2 separate regions of the Mus musculus genome follow, and region 1 is linked to region 2. Evidence: chromatin contacts called from public HiChIP or PLAC-seq data. All regions are on one chromosome and are shown on one strand. The core of a region is the stretch at or near the end of the contact, and the rest is flanking DNA. Distances in the headings are between cores, read along the strand shown. Region 1 overlaps Parp9 (poly (ADP-ribose) polymerase family, member 9). Region 2 holds the start of Wdr5b (WD repeat domain 5B).

Evidence for each region. HiChIP or PLAC-seq counts read pairs in DNA pulled down with a chosen protein or histone mark.
Region 1: an H3K27ac HiChIP or PLAC-seq map of embryonic stem cells shows a contact between it and region 2, with 7 read pairs. The contact joins the enhancer-like site here to the promoter of Wdr5b in region 2. A contact is called at or near these places in 2 of 39 promoter capture datasets (the C10 cell line and liver), 1 of 15 datasets of contacts at CTCF or cohesin (CD8 T cells), 1 of 484 Hi-C or Micro-C datasets (embryonic stem cells), 3 of 115 datasets of contacts at active chromatin or transcription factors (bone marrow-derived macrophages and embryonic stem cells) and 3 of 9 other capture datasets (adipose tissue, liver and pancreatic islet).

Annotation. Positions count from the first base shown.
Region 1 is chr16:35,963,459-35,969,706 of GRCm38.p6, reverse strand. Parp9 (poly (ADP-ribose) polymerase family, member 9) reads right to left here. Exons shown (of 11, transcript NM_030253.3): 8 at 5,343-5,732; 9 at 1,921-2,057; 10 at 1-116. It overlaps Gm15564 (a long non-coding RNA gene), which reads left to right. Exons shown (of 2, transcript XR_001781900.2): 2 at 2,187-2,956. Among named protein-coding and RNA genes, the nearest start is that of Gm15564, 17 kb to the left of the region's middle. Within about 2 kb of position 3,481, at least 13 of the 459 cell types and tissues checked have an H3K27ac peak or open chromatin away from gene starts, as enhancers often do. A contact at or near this core is called in embryonic stem cells, where this site is marked.
Region 2 is chr16:36,038,527-36,044,493 of GRCm38.p6, reverse strand. Wdr5b (WD repeat domain 5B) reads right to left here and starts at 3,304. Exons shown (of 1, transcript NM_027113.2): 1 at 1,520-3,304. The coding sequence starts at 2,981. The coding sequence ends at 1,995. It overlaps Fam162a (family with sequence similarity 162, member A), which reads left to right. Exons shown (of 5, transcript NM_027342.2): 5 at 403-650. The coding sequence ends at 495.

The sequences.
Region 1 (6,248 bases), core at 2,232-4,731, 75 kb after region 2:
TGTGGGACCTGCTGAAACAACCTTTGGCTCCCAGATCCCTTTGGCGTCCTCTCTTCCATCATTTTCTTCTTCTCTTGGAAGGCAGCCAGCAGCACCTTATTGTCTATCTGCTCCACCTGTAAGCAAAGAAGAGATTTGATGCTCTGAAAAATGGCTACTTAAATTGTTTCCCGCACTGCTTGAAAGATACATGTGCTACGTGGATAGAATATATGAAGCTTGCTGTTCAGTTCTCTCCTAATCTGGCTTCTCTCTCTGTCTCTTCAAAATATCCTACCCCCTTTTTCAATAAGTGCATTTAATAATGTCAGTTGTATGCCTTTAGACCCAGAAGTAGAGACAGGGGGAGGGGTCAGAAAGAGATCAAGGACAGTCTCAGCTACATATGCAAGTATAAAGCTAGCCTGGGCTACGTGAGACTCTGTCTCAAAAGAAAGTAACTTAATAAAGATTTCACAGGCTTGGGGGATGGCTCAGTTAGTTGGTAAAGTGTCCCGCTTGAAAACATGAGGACCTGAGTTCACTCCTCAGACTCTACATTTTAAGAAGCCACACATGTGATATGTGCTTGTGATCCCAGGACTGGGGACGACACATGTCCCTGGGGCTCACTGGCTGGCCAAGCTTGCCCAATTAGCAAGTTCCAAGTAAAAGCGAGAGACCCCGTTTTAGTTACTATTCTATTGCTGTGAAGAGACACCATGTCCAAGGCATCTCTTATAAAAGACTGCATCTAACTAGTGCTTGCTTATAGTTTTTGACGTTTGGTCCATGATCATAATTAAAGGAAGCAGGCATGTATGAGAACAGTAACAGAGACCAAGACAGGCTGGCATACCTTTTGAAACCTCAAAGCCCACTCCCAGGGACCCACCTCCTCCAATAAGACCACACCTCCAAACCCTTCTGAAATAGTTACACTAACTAGGGACCAAGCATTCTAATGTATGAGCCTATGGGGTGGTGGGGGTGGGGGTGGGGGCGTTCGCATTCAAACTACCACAGACCCTGTCTCAAAAAAAACAAGGTGAGCAGTGGAAGAGAAGAGTCCTAAGGCAGGACAACAGCTAAGGTTTCCTAACCTCCACATACTAGAGACCTCAAATATTAGTCTTTCCTGACAGTCTTTTATGAGAAGGAACTCAAATCTTATCTCCCATACCTAGTAAGACTTTTATACAAAGCTTTAATCTCCTACCCCATAAAACTTTTTATTTACAAAGGCCAGGCAGCTAGGAGCTTAAGTAATTTAGGCACTGGCACTTCCCTGCCCCCATTTCCTTCATCTCCTTTTCACAGTTTCTTTGAAAGCTAGCCAAGCCAGCAACAGTGGAGGTCAGACTCCTGTCAGTGGGGACAGGACAGTCTCCACCTGTGTTAGAATGTAACCGAGTGAGCTCCCCCACCCAGCTCTTCTTTCTGAGTAGCGTGCACCCTGCTGATGAGAAGTAAAGTTTTGCCTTGTTGGGACACTTTAACTGGAGAAGCCCTTTATTTAGACAGCATACACACAGCATGCCTACCCTGCTTCACACACAACTCCACTGTGTCATCAGCATGTGCAGTCACTGGTACAGAAATGACCTACAGGCATAGTATGTGTCCCATTACAGCTAATGGCTTAGTAAGATAAAAGTGGGTTAAACAGAGGTAGCACGGCAGGCTAAACACCGTGTGCTTTCCACGGTAGTTGTCGATGACAGGTAGACACTTCCTCATAAATCTTGAGTCTGTGTCTCTGCTTGTCTTGACATCATGTCTGCCTCCTGATTCTAACTCTACTCTTCAAGGCCTGTATTTCTACCCAGTCTTATTCCAGACTCCAGGTGACTGAGCGGCTGAGTCCTTGGCAGGAGAATTTTCATTTTGGCTATAGAACCAGTTAACAGCTAGGTAAACCAGAGCCTTCTTTGATTATACCTGCACAACCCACAAGCCACACTTTTCAAACTGTTTCTTTCGGTCCTGAAGTTCCTGAGTTAATGATGCTGGGTATCGTTGAAATGTGTACGATTCTTCCATTTTATCCAGTTTTTCTTGCTGGTTGGTCCCCTGTCCTAAAATAATGAGTAAGAAAAAAACCTTGTTTCAATGCTCCATGAACACAGGGGGAAAAATATGTTAACTCTCTCTCTCTCTCTCTTTTTATTTTTTTTCCTCTATCTACATGTACACCTGCATGCCAGAAGAGGGCATCAGATACTACAACCTGGCCATCAGGTAAAATACAGTTACCCGTTAATGCTGCATTTGCAGAAGTGGACATGTTCCATTTCTTATTGTCTTCTCTGCATGGCTCTAACTTTGTCTTAAGGCTTTTTGTATAATCCATGACACCACAAGTAAATCCGACAGTATGTGTTTCTATTTATTAATTTACAACTAACAGTAGAAAGACAAAACATGGCTTATCAAAGTGATGTGACCTGAGCTAACCATGGTGACTCACATCTGTAACCCCAGGGAGGCTGAGGCAGGATAACTGTCCTAAGTTTAAAACTCACCTGGGATACATAATCAATTTCAGGAAGGCCAGGGTTATAAGGCCTTATCTCAAAAAACAAACAAACAAACAAACAAAAAAACCAAACCAGGTCAGACACAGTGGCTATTGGGATTTGGAAGATGTTGGAACAGGGTGTGGAGGTGCTTATTTAACGTACCAAAGCAGAACTGGTCTCTAGGTTCTACCAGCATCTCTCAGTCCCTACCTGCTACAGGATATGGCTGGCATATCCTGTCCTCTATCCTGAACTTCCCAGCCAATGAGCTTGGCTTCCCCTCCCCAGGAGGCTCTTCCCTATGTAATCCAGACATTTTTTGTTCTCTCTTCCAGCCCCCCCCCCCATGCCTGCTTTCTCTCCGTGGACCCCACTTTTCTGTCTCCTCCTCTGCACAGCATCTCAATGAATTAGCCTGAGAGCTGTACCCAATAAACCTGCCTTTATATACTTTACTTTGGCTTGAATTGGCTCATTTCATCAGCACAGATAACATCCGTGGCAGAAACCTGTTAACTAAGCACTCAATAGCCACACAGGCAGGAGAACTAGGAGTTCAAGGCTATCCTTAAGTATGTAATTGTTGTGGCTAGCCCTGGGGCTAATTATATTTGATGTTAATTCCGTTCTCCCGGTCCAGTAGCTGCTAACAAGGAATGAGTCAGCACTCAGGTGATTTCCTGTAAACCTGCTTCCCACCTTAATTTGTAAAATAAAGGAGAGCTGATGATTGGGCAGATAAAAGGGAAGGTGGAAAAATAAAAAATAAAAAAAATTTAAAAAAAAGGGAAGGTGGAGCAGAAGGAGGGGGAGAGAGAAGGAGAAAATGTAAGAGGGAGAGGACAAGAGGAGGAGGAAGAAGGAGAAAAGCAGAGCAGAAGCACATGGCCTGGAGAAACTGCAAGTTCTAAGAGGTCTCATAAGCTGTGGAAGATGGTAGTGTAACGGTAGATCTGCCCAATCTAGGCGCACAGCTTGTAATCATATTAACTGTGTTGTGTTTTCATTGCCTGGGGATATTTGGGAGGAGATTTACTGCAATGAGTTCAAGGCCAGTTTCCGCTACTTGAGACCCTTTCGGAAAGGAAAGGAAAGGAAAGGAAAGGAAAGGAAAGGAAAGGAAAGGAAAGGAAAGGAAAGGAAAGGAAAGGAAAAAGGAGGGGAGGGGAGGGGAGGGGAGGGGAGGGGAGGGGAGAGGATGGGCTGGAGAGATGGCTCAGCAGTTAAGAGTACTGACTGCTCTTCCGGAGGTCCTGAGTTCAATTCCCAGCAGCCACATGGTGGCTCACAACATCTGTAATGAGATCTGATGCCTCATCTGGTATATCTGAAGACAGCAACAGTGTACTCACATAAAATAAATAAATCTTAAAAAAAAAAAAAGGAAAGAAAAAAGAGGTCTGGATATAACAGAGTTGTTGGAAACAGGAACAGCAGCAGCTGTGGCTGTTGTACCAGATAAGCAGAAAATCAAGTCAGTCAAAATTTGAGCATGTAAAGGGGAGAGTCTTGGGAACTGGCCCCTCTAACTAAGGAACTATGGTATTTGATGGCTACTAGGAGGAGGAGTCCATTTTCCTCAGGGATGTAGCCCAGTAAGTTGCTCATGGTCCACTGGATAGCACTAGATTCACCTGCATATGGAAGGCTCCAATTGAACTCAGTGTACTTTTTTTAAAAAGACATGAAGTTGGAAGGGAAATGTGGAGATTTCAGGGCTTTTACTGGCCTCACTTGAGGTTTAATAATAATAGAATAATAATAAAGACGCATAGACATCTATACAGTTTAAAGCTGTTGGCCTGTCTGCTGGGGCTATTCCTTAGCTAGCCCATCTAAACGTAACCCAAATTACCTGCCATTGATTCTCTCCACTTGCCACTCAATGTCTCTTTCCTGCTGTCTTTCTGCCCAAGCCTCAGCCCTCAGGTCTTTATTACAAACTCAACCAGTTGGCACTGGGAGATACATGACCTTCCCCACAGCAACTTGCCTTTCTTTTTGAGCAGGTGAGGATGTGACAAGCATTTACATATCCCGCTAGCCTGGTGCAGCCTGGCCCAACAATTAACAATTGAGAACGCACACAGTAAATACAATATTAGTGGGTCATCCCAACAGGGAGGTCTAAGAGGAACTGGGACAGAAGAATGGGGGTGAATATGAATGCATTGTCTACATGTATGAAAGTCTCAGGGAATAAACAAAAACATTTACACCCCCAATCATGAAAAGCAAATAGCCTAAGTCTGAGCCAGAACGGTTTATTTTCTTCACTCAGTCTGTTATCCACAAAGACCCAAATATATGCGACCAGAAGGAACACTTGGGAGAACTGACTGCTTTGTTTGAAGATGGGATAGTATGTAGGGCAGGTTAGTCTCCAACTTACTTTGAGGCTAGGGTAGACTTAAACTCCTGATCCTCCTGCCTCTATCTGCCCTGTGTTGGGATTGCACCTGGCTTTGGGAGATTGGGGTTCACCATTTCGCTCCTTTCTGTTTCCGTTCCATCTTCTCTATTCACAGAGAGCACTCTGGAATATTATTGGTTTGACCTGACTTAACAAATTTACTGTCCATACCTACACTAATCTATACCAATACCAATACTAACCCATACTAACACCTCCCTCATCCCTTAGTTCGAAGGACATTTACTTCAAATTTAAGAAACTTTTTTCCTCATTCAATTTATTTATTTTGAGACAGTCTCACCATATATGTAGCCCTGGCTGGCCTGGAACTCACACAGATTTACCTTACAGGTGCCAGGAGGATAAAGGGTGTGGTGTCGCACAATTCCTAGCAAGGGCTTTTAACTTAACATGCAGTCACTCACCTGACAAGCTCCAAAGATTTTTCTCCCTTTTTCCTGCCACTTCTTCCTGAACGTCACACAGCATACATTCAATCCTCATAACTGCGTCAATGAGGTCAGCCTGGGGACCTTTAATCTCCAAAGTGGCCGTTCTTGGACTGACAGTCTCTGAAATGGAGACTCTTGTGCTGGTCTGGAGCTCAGACAGCACGTCGTGCTCTTTTTTCCCAAGATAGAGAATATGATTATTCTCAATGATGTGGTGGTCCAGGGAGACCAGCAACCTTTCAATCCATTCCTGGGCCTCACACATCTCTCCCACTTTTACACCCATGAGATTGATGGCAGGAGATCCAGCTTCAAGGCCGCCTCTTCTTTGCTCCCCACTGGACCACTGCAGGGCTAAAGCACCTATCAAAAAACAGATATGGGGGCTGGTGAGATGGCTCAGTGGGTAAGAGCACCCGACTGCTCTTCCGAAGGTCCAGAGTTCAAATCCCAGCAACCACATGGTGGCTCACAACCATCCGTAAGGAGATCTGACTCCCTCTTCTGGAGTGTCTGAAGACAGCTACAGTGTACTTACATATAATAATAAATAAATCTTTAAAAAAAAAAAAAACAGATATGGAGGGTAGTTGAGTACTTAAGAAACACAGAACATCACAGCCACTATACACCCCAAGGATATCATCACCATTGTCAGCCACAGCAGCTAAGACCCATCTACCTGTAATGCTACACCAGATATAAAGAGAATCTACATGCTTAGCTTATGGCCTCCTTAAAAAAACATACCAATTAGCTTAGAAGGCAATGCTTTATCCTATCTATCCTCTGATGTGTGTGTGATTTGCCATTCATAAATAGGTGAGTTTACCTATTCTTACCTGCTAAAGTGACATATTCCTTACCCTCTTGCACCTA
Region 2 (5,967 bases), core at 2,055-4,554:
TTGCTTTGAAGGGGTGGAGTTCTGGGATAGATAATTCTAGAAGTCATCAGGGATTCCCAAAGCTGCATGTTTTGTTAAAAGAAAAGGCTAGAAAGACAGGAAAGTGTACACGAGTTAGGGAAGCAGAAAGGAGAAAAGTGGAGGTGAAGTGCTGTATATTGTAGAATAGGGAAGGGTGTGAAGAAGACATGGGATTGTAGAGAGGCCGCACATGCAGAGAAGGGGGAGCTGTGTATTTCTCTCCCGGGAGGGGGTGGAAGGTGTGTAGAGAGCATGACTGTCCAGTGTCCAGGCAGCTGACCACTCCTGGCCTGTGCTGCACAGCTAGCCTACTGCTCTCAGCACAAGGGGAGAACAGCCTTCCAGACCTGCCATCATCTCTCCAAATGTATTTCCTTTTAGGCTGCGAAAAGACATGAGTCTTTAACAAGCTTGAACCTGGAAAGGAAAGCCCGTCTGAGAGAGGAGGCAGCTATGAAGGCCAAAACAGACTAGAAGTATTTGGAAAACCCAGGAGTAAGGCTGCAACAAGAAACCTGCTTTACAAAGGATACAATCTGAGACTCACTTTGCAGACATGTATTTTGCACAGATGTATTCCACTTCCCTATTAATGCTGTAGAGGAACAAATACATTTTCTTAAAGAATGACTTGTCTTTGTTTTGTTGCTTTCATCCAAGTAAAACCTAGCCTCCCCACTGTGCAAAGTGGAAAAGAGGCAAATAATTCCAAGTTTATAGTATTATCTCTTCTTGGGAGTATCAGGTTCATTAGCTAGCTTCTTCTCACCTACCAAAGGTGAGACATGAGTCCTATAGGTCTCTCTTATGTATACCATGCCTGACAGGATAAGAAGCCAGGGTGTCTTTGTGAAGGCTGGCTCCCCATGCACTGAATGGTCTGGCATGGCAGTAGGCAGAGGCATTTTGAAGAGCCTTTGAGAATGCCCTGGCATGAGAGTAGTCTGGCCATGAGTTTTGAGTTATTCATCCTGGACTTTCTGGGGGACAACTGCTACCTCCTAGTTCATGGCTTGGCTCCCAATCAGTCCCTTTCCTACCCTCAGGGTATTACATTTTGTACTTAGGAAAACGCCATGCCTGTACTTCTAAGTGTTGGAAAGTAACCACTTAGATCAGTACATCTCCATTAGCTTGTCCTTAGGCTAGCAAGGTGTCTGGTATGCGGGTAGTTTCTGCTGTTAACACTTCACTGACTCTCACACGCCTCCCGAGAGCTAACATGACACGACATTCTAGCCATCAGACACGAGAGCTCTCAGTTAACAGCTGTAACTTTAAAGGTACCACGTGCCACTGTCTGGGAACTTACGGAGACGCACATATGATGGAACGCTGCCTATGGCTTCAGAAATCTAATGGTCCATATGCTGTCTAGCTATATGTACTTTCTGCCTTTGCTTCATTTTAGGTATCAAATGCTTTGATTTTTGTCACTTTCATATTTATCATCAAAAAGCACTGTGTGTGTTGTATGTGTTGGATAGTTTATCATTCATAGAACAAACCGGACCATGATTTATTGTCCCCAACTTGACAGATTAATTTGGCAATTTGATGCCCAATCATATTGAATAACAAAAATATACAAGTGACATGTAAAATGTCTCCAATCCTCTCATTGCCTCCCTAATGTCACTGCCCTTAATGACCTCCCAAACCAGAGGCTACACGTCCCTCCTCCCCTGGGTCATCCTGTTGTGTCACCTTTCCAGATATTCCAAAAACCTTACCCCCCTGGGAAAGCCAGTGAAAGAATGAGGCTCTGTCCAGGGGTGAGCACAGGAGATTCCTAGCAGGCCTCAAGACTAGGATTCACAAGCCCTAAGTCCTAGACCTGTTTTTACAAGGGTCTCACTTTGCAAAGTAAGATGATTCAGACTCAAGGACAGTTTAAGCTTTGCCAGAATCCAGAGAGACCATCCTTTGGATTTTGTGTCTAACTTGGCTTTCCTCATCGCCTGCCAGAGACTTCAGCAGTCACTCGACCACACTTTAATTGTCTTGTCATTTTCTAGTGCTGCTGATGCGATGATGTTTTTTGTAGGGTGACAGGCTGCTGAGATCACCACATCTGTGTGACCTTGCAACCTCTGTACAATCTCTTTAGTCTGAAGATTCCAGATGTAAACCATGTTGTCCTCTGAACCAGACACAACCCACTTTCTACCAGTAACCGAGAAACTGGCAAATAGGCAGTATTTCTCATTCTTATGACCAGTGTATGTCTTCAGGCATCTGCCCCTGCTGTAATCCCACAGTTTAAGAGTATTGTCCAAAGTTGCAGTGAGAATGTATTTACCATTTGGAGAAAATTTTACAAAAGACACTGGAGGGTTGCCTTCATCAGCAAGTGTCCTTAAACACTGGCCTGACGCAGCATCCCAAATTCTACAAAGCCCATCATAGCTCCCGGACACTATCAAGGACCCATTACAATTAAAATTTACGGCAGAAATGGGGTCCGAATGTGCAGACAAAGTCTTGAGGCATTTTCCTGTTTTTACTTCCCATATTTTCACACTCTCATCAAAAGAGCCCGAAACGATGAGGTTGGATGGTGGGTTGAAGTCACAACAGAAGACGAAATCGCTGTGCCCCTTCAGTGTTTTCAGACATTTTCCAGATCTCATATCCCATACCTTTAGAGTCTTATCATCTGAGGCTGAAACTAGACGACTAGAATCTGAAGACCAGGCAACATCTGATATTTCCAGACTGTGACCATAGAGTGTTTTCTTACAATTCCCATCGTATGCTCCCCAAATTATAATTAGTGCATCAGCTGCAGAACTCGCTAGCCATTCGCCATTAGGACTAAATTTAACTGATGATATGGCCGCCGAGTGCCCCGCAAGAGTAAGTCTGAGAGCATAGTTGGGTTTCTGCGGCTCTTCCTCGCGCCGGGGGGCAGAGAGAAGTGACTGTGCTCTCTCTGCTGGCAGATGCTCGGTCGCCATAGATCCGGCTCTATAATTTGCGCGGGCTTCCCGCCCTGAAACTTACAGAAGTTAAAACTTGCGGTTGGAAGGCGGATGGTTTTGATTGTAACATGGGCTCCTCTATAAGGTCCGTTCCCAGTCAGCAACGAAGTTTGAACCACTCCCCGTCTTGCTTTCTTCTATAGCATCACGGATCACAGTGATCCTGGGATCCGTACTCGTGTCAGATGCTGTCAAAGGACTAGGCCGATCCGCGGGGGTTCGGGGCTGCACCTTTCCTCTTCCACGCCCTCCGCAGCTCCAAAATGTCTGGGAACCTCAAGCAACAGATGACGTCACACAAAACAGGATTTATGAGAGGCTCAAGTAGAGCCCAGGACGACGCTAGGTACGCATCCTGCCAGGCTGCGCACGCGCCGAAGGAGACATGCATTTTCTTCCGGTTCTCCAGGACAGGAAGTTGACACTGAACCCGGTTTTTTTCCCTGAGAGAGCTGGGTGCAGGAAAGGGCGCAGCAGGCACTTCATGAAGGCTGTGCATATTGAGGGTACCTCTGTCCACACCCACCCCGACTGAGTTTAGCTGCCAAGATTATAATAATAATAGCTGCCTGTGTGTGTACTTTGCGAATGCAATACCTACCCTCAGGGTCAGGAGTCCCATCATCCTGGAAATGGAGTTACAGATGGTTGTGAGCTGCCTGTAGGTGCTGGAAGGTCCTCTGGAGAACTGCCAATGATCTTAACCACTGAACTACATCTGAAGCCTGGACTACGGTGACTTCTGATATAGAGATTATATCATCAATTCAAAAACTTTCCATTTTTATTAACTCACCTAAAGCACATTGAATAACAAATTTTAGGCTTTATTTCAAGTAAATATATATTTTTCTAATGACTAGAAAACCAAAAGGATATAATGGGTACAACCTAGGAGCTAAACCAGGATGGTGATGGACCTTTAGTTCACTACACACACAAGCACGAGGGACAAAAGATGCGCAGACTTGGTACGTTGGTAGGATTAAGACATGACTTGAACTTTGAAGGGTAAAACGCACTTTTTGATGTGTAGGATACCTTGTGTATAAATAGCATTGGGGACTCCCAAAAAGAAAAGGCTGTAAGTAAAACTGTTTGTCGTTACTCATGGTCTAATATTAACAAACTGTCCTAACAAATTACTAGGATCTGCTTAGCTCTCAGGAAGGAGATTTGGTGACAGTGTTCACCAGGAAATAGTAATCCTAAATGGCAGCAAGCAGAGCAGGATCCTGAGCTCCTAAGCAGTAGCATGTCTTCCTTTAAAAAAAAAAAAAAAAAAGATTTATTTATAATATGTAAGTACACTGTAGCTGTCTTCAGACACTACAGAAGAGGGCATCAGATCTTCTTACAGATGGTTGTGAGCCACCATATGGTTGCTGGGATTTGAACTCCGGGTGCTCTCAACCACTGAGCCATCTCACCAGCCCGCATTTCTTCCTTTTACAACAAGCTACCCTTCGCGTAAGGGGACCTCTAGGTTTTGCTTTGTTCACTGAAAAAAAAAAAAATCAAAAATCTGTTTCTCCTTTAAAAAACCATTTAAAAAAAAAAAAAGAAACATGTGCCAGACTTATATGGTCTTCGAAGATTACTCCTATCTGGACTGTTTTAACTGGTTTCCTCAAAGCAGCTTTTGGGAGTAGAAATCCAGTTCCCAAGCCTCTACCCAATCTGGAAAACCTATTCAGACTAAACAGGAAGGACTGAGCACCGCCTGTAACTGAGTAGCTTTAAAAAGCTGCGCTCCCGCGCGCGCGCGCGCACGCACACACACACACACACATATCGTGCTATCCTTGTAAAACCACATGCTTATAGCTTGCTGCCCACACCACTCCCCCCGAGCCCTGCACTATTTTGTCCTCAACACTGGTCTTTTGTGTTTTATTTCTCCTTACCTACATAGTTCAAATTGTTGAAAGCCAGTGTTCCTTATTACAGTCCCTGTTCTGGACTTCACTGACTTGCTTGGGCTAAGGGAATATGGGTAGAGATGTGTAAACACTCTGCAAACACTGCAATCACAAACGAGCATGTATACTCTGTAATTTTCAAATGTGGGTCAAGTTGGAATTATGGATCAAAAAGCAGAATATTTGCCTAAAATTCTCAAAGCTGCAAATTCGGCTCTCAGCAGCACTCAAGAGTTGCGTGTGGTGGTGCCTACCTATAATTTCACCACTCCGCATTGGAAGCATGGGGGGCCAGTTCAAACTTAACAGCTACAAAGGAGTTAAAGCTAGCCTGGGCTTCATGAGAACCTCACCTAAAAATACTGTCACACACACACACACAAACACACACACACACACACACCCATACGGAGGTGAATAGTAGACAAAAAATCATTCAAGCTTTGTAGTAAATCTATAGAGTCCACAATTTTTGTATTGGATATGAAACAAGAGTTCACAGAAACTGAAGCTGTTTTGATTTAAAGTTCTTTTCACAAAAATACTGGGCCAGTAAACCTCACAAGGAGTGAAACTGTCAGAGTAAAGAATATACCAACTTTTTCTTTTCATTTGTTTTATAAGCCTAGAGGAATAAAAAAAGCATTCTTCTGCAATATATATAATATGTGAAAACCGGAAACCTCAACAGCCTAGCCACTGGGCTCCCACCTCAGGTGGACGTACAGTAACAAAACTTGTATCAAATGCACTGCAGTGTGTGCTACTTGCAGAATAAACCAGCAGCTTTTCCTCTTCCTTACTGCTTTGATGTCACAGACTCCTGGTGTGAAAATGTTTTTCATAAACTTCAGGACCCTCTCTCTATCCTCAACAGTAACTACAAATGAAACACTCTGTTGATACATTTGCTTTTAACAGTTGTCAATTCTGGATTCAGCTGTGCACCCATTACTACCACAGGTGTATACTCCTCATCCACTATTTATTGAAAATTGACCGTGTGCAAAGCATTCATTCACCCACGGCTGGCAGAGTGC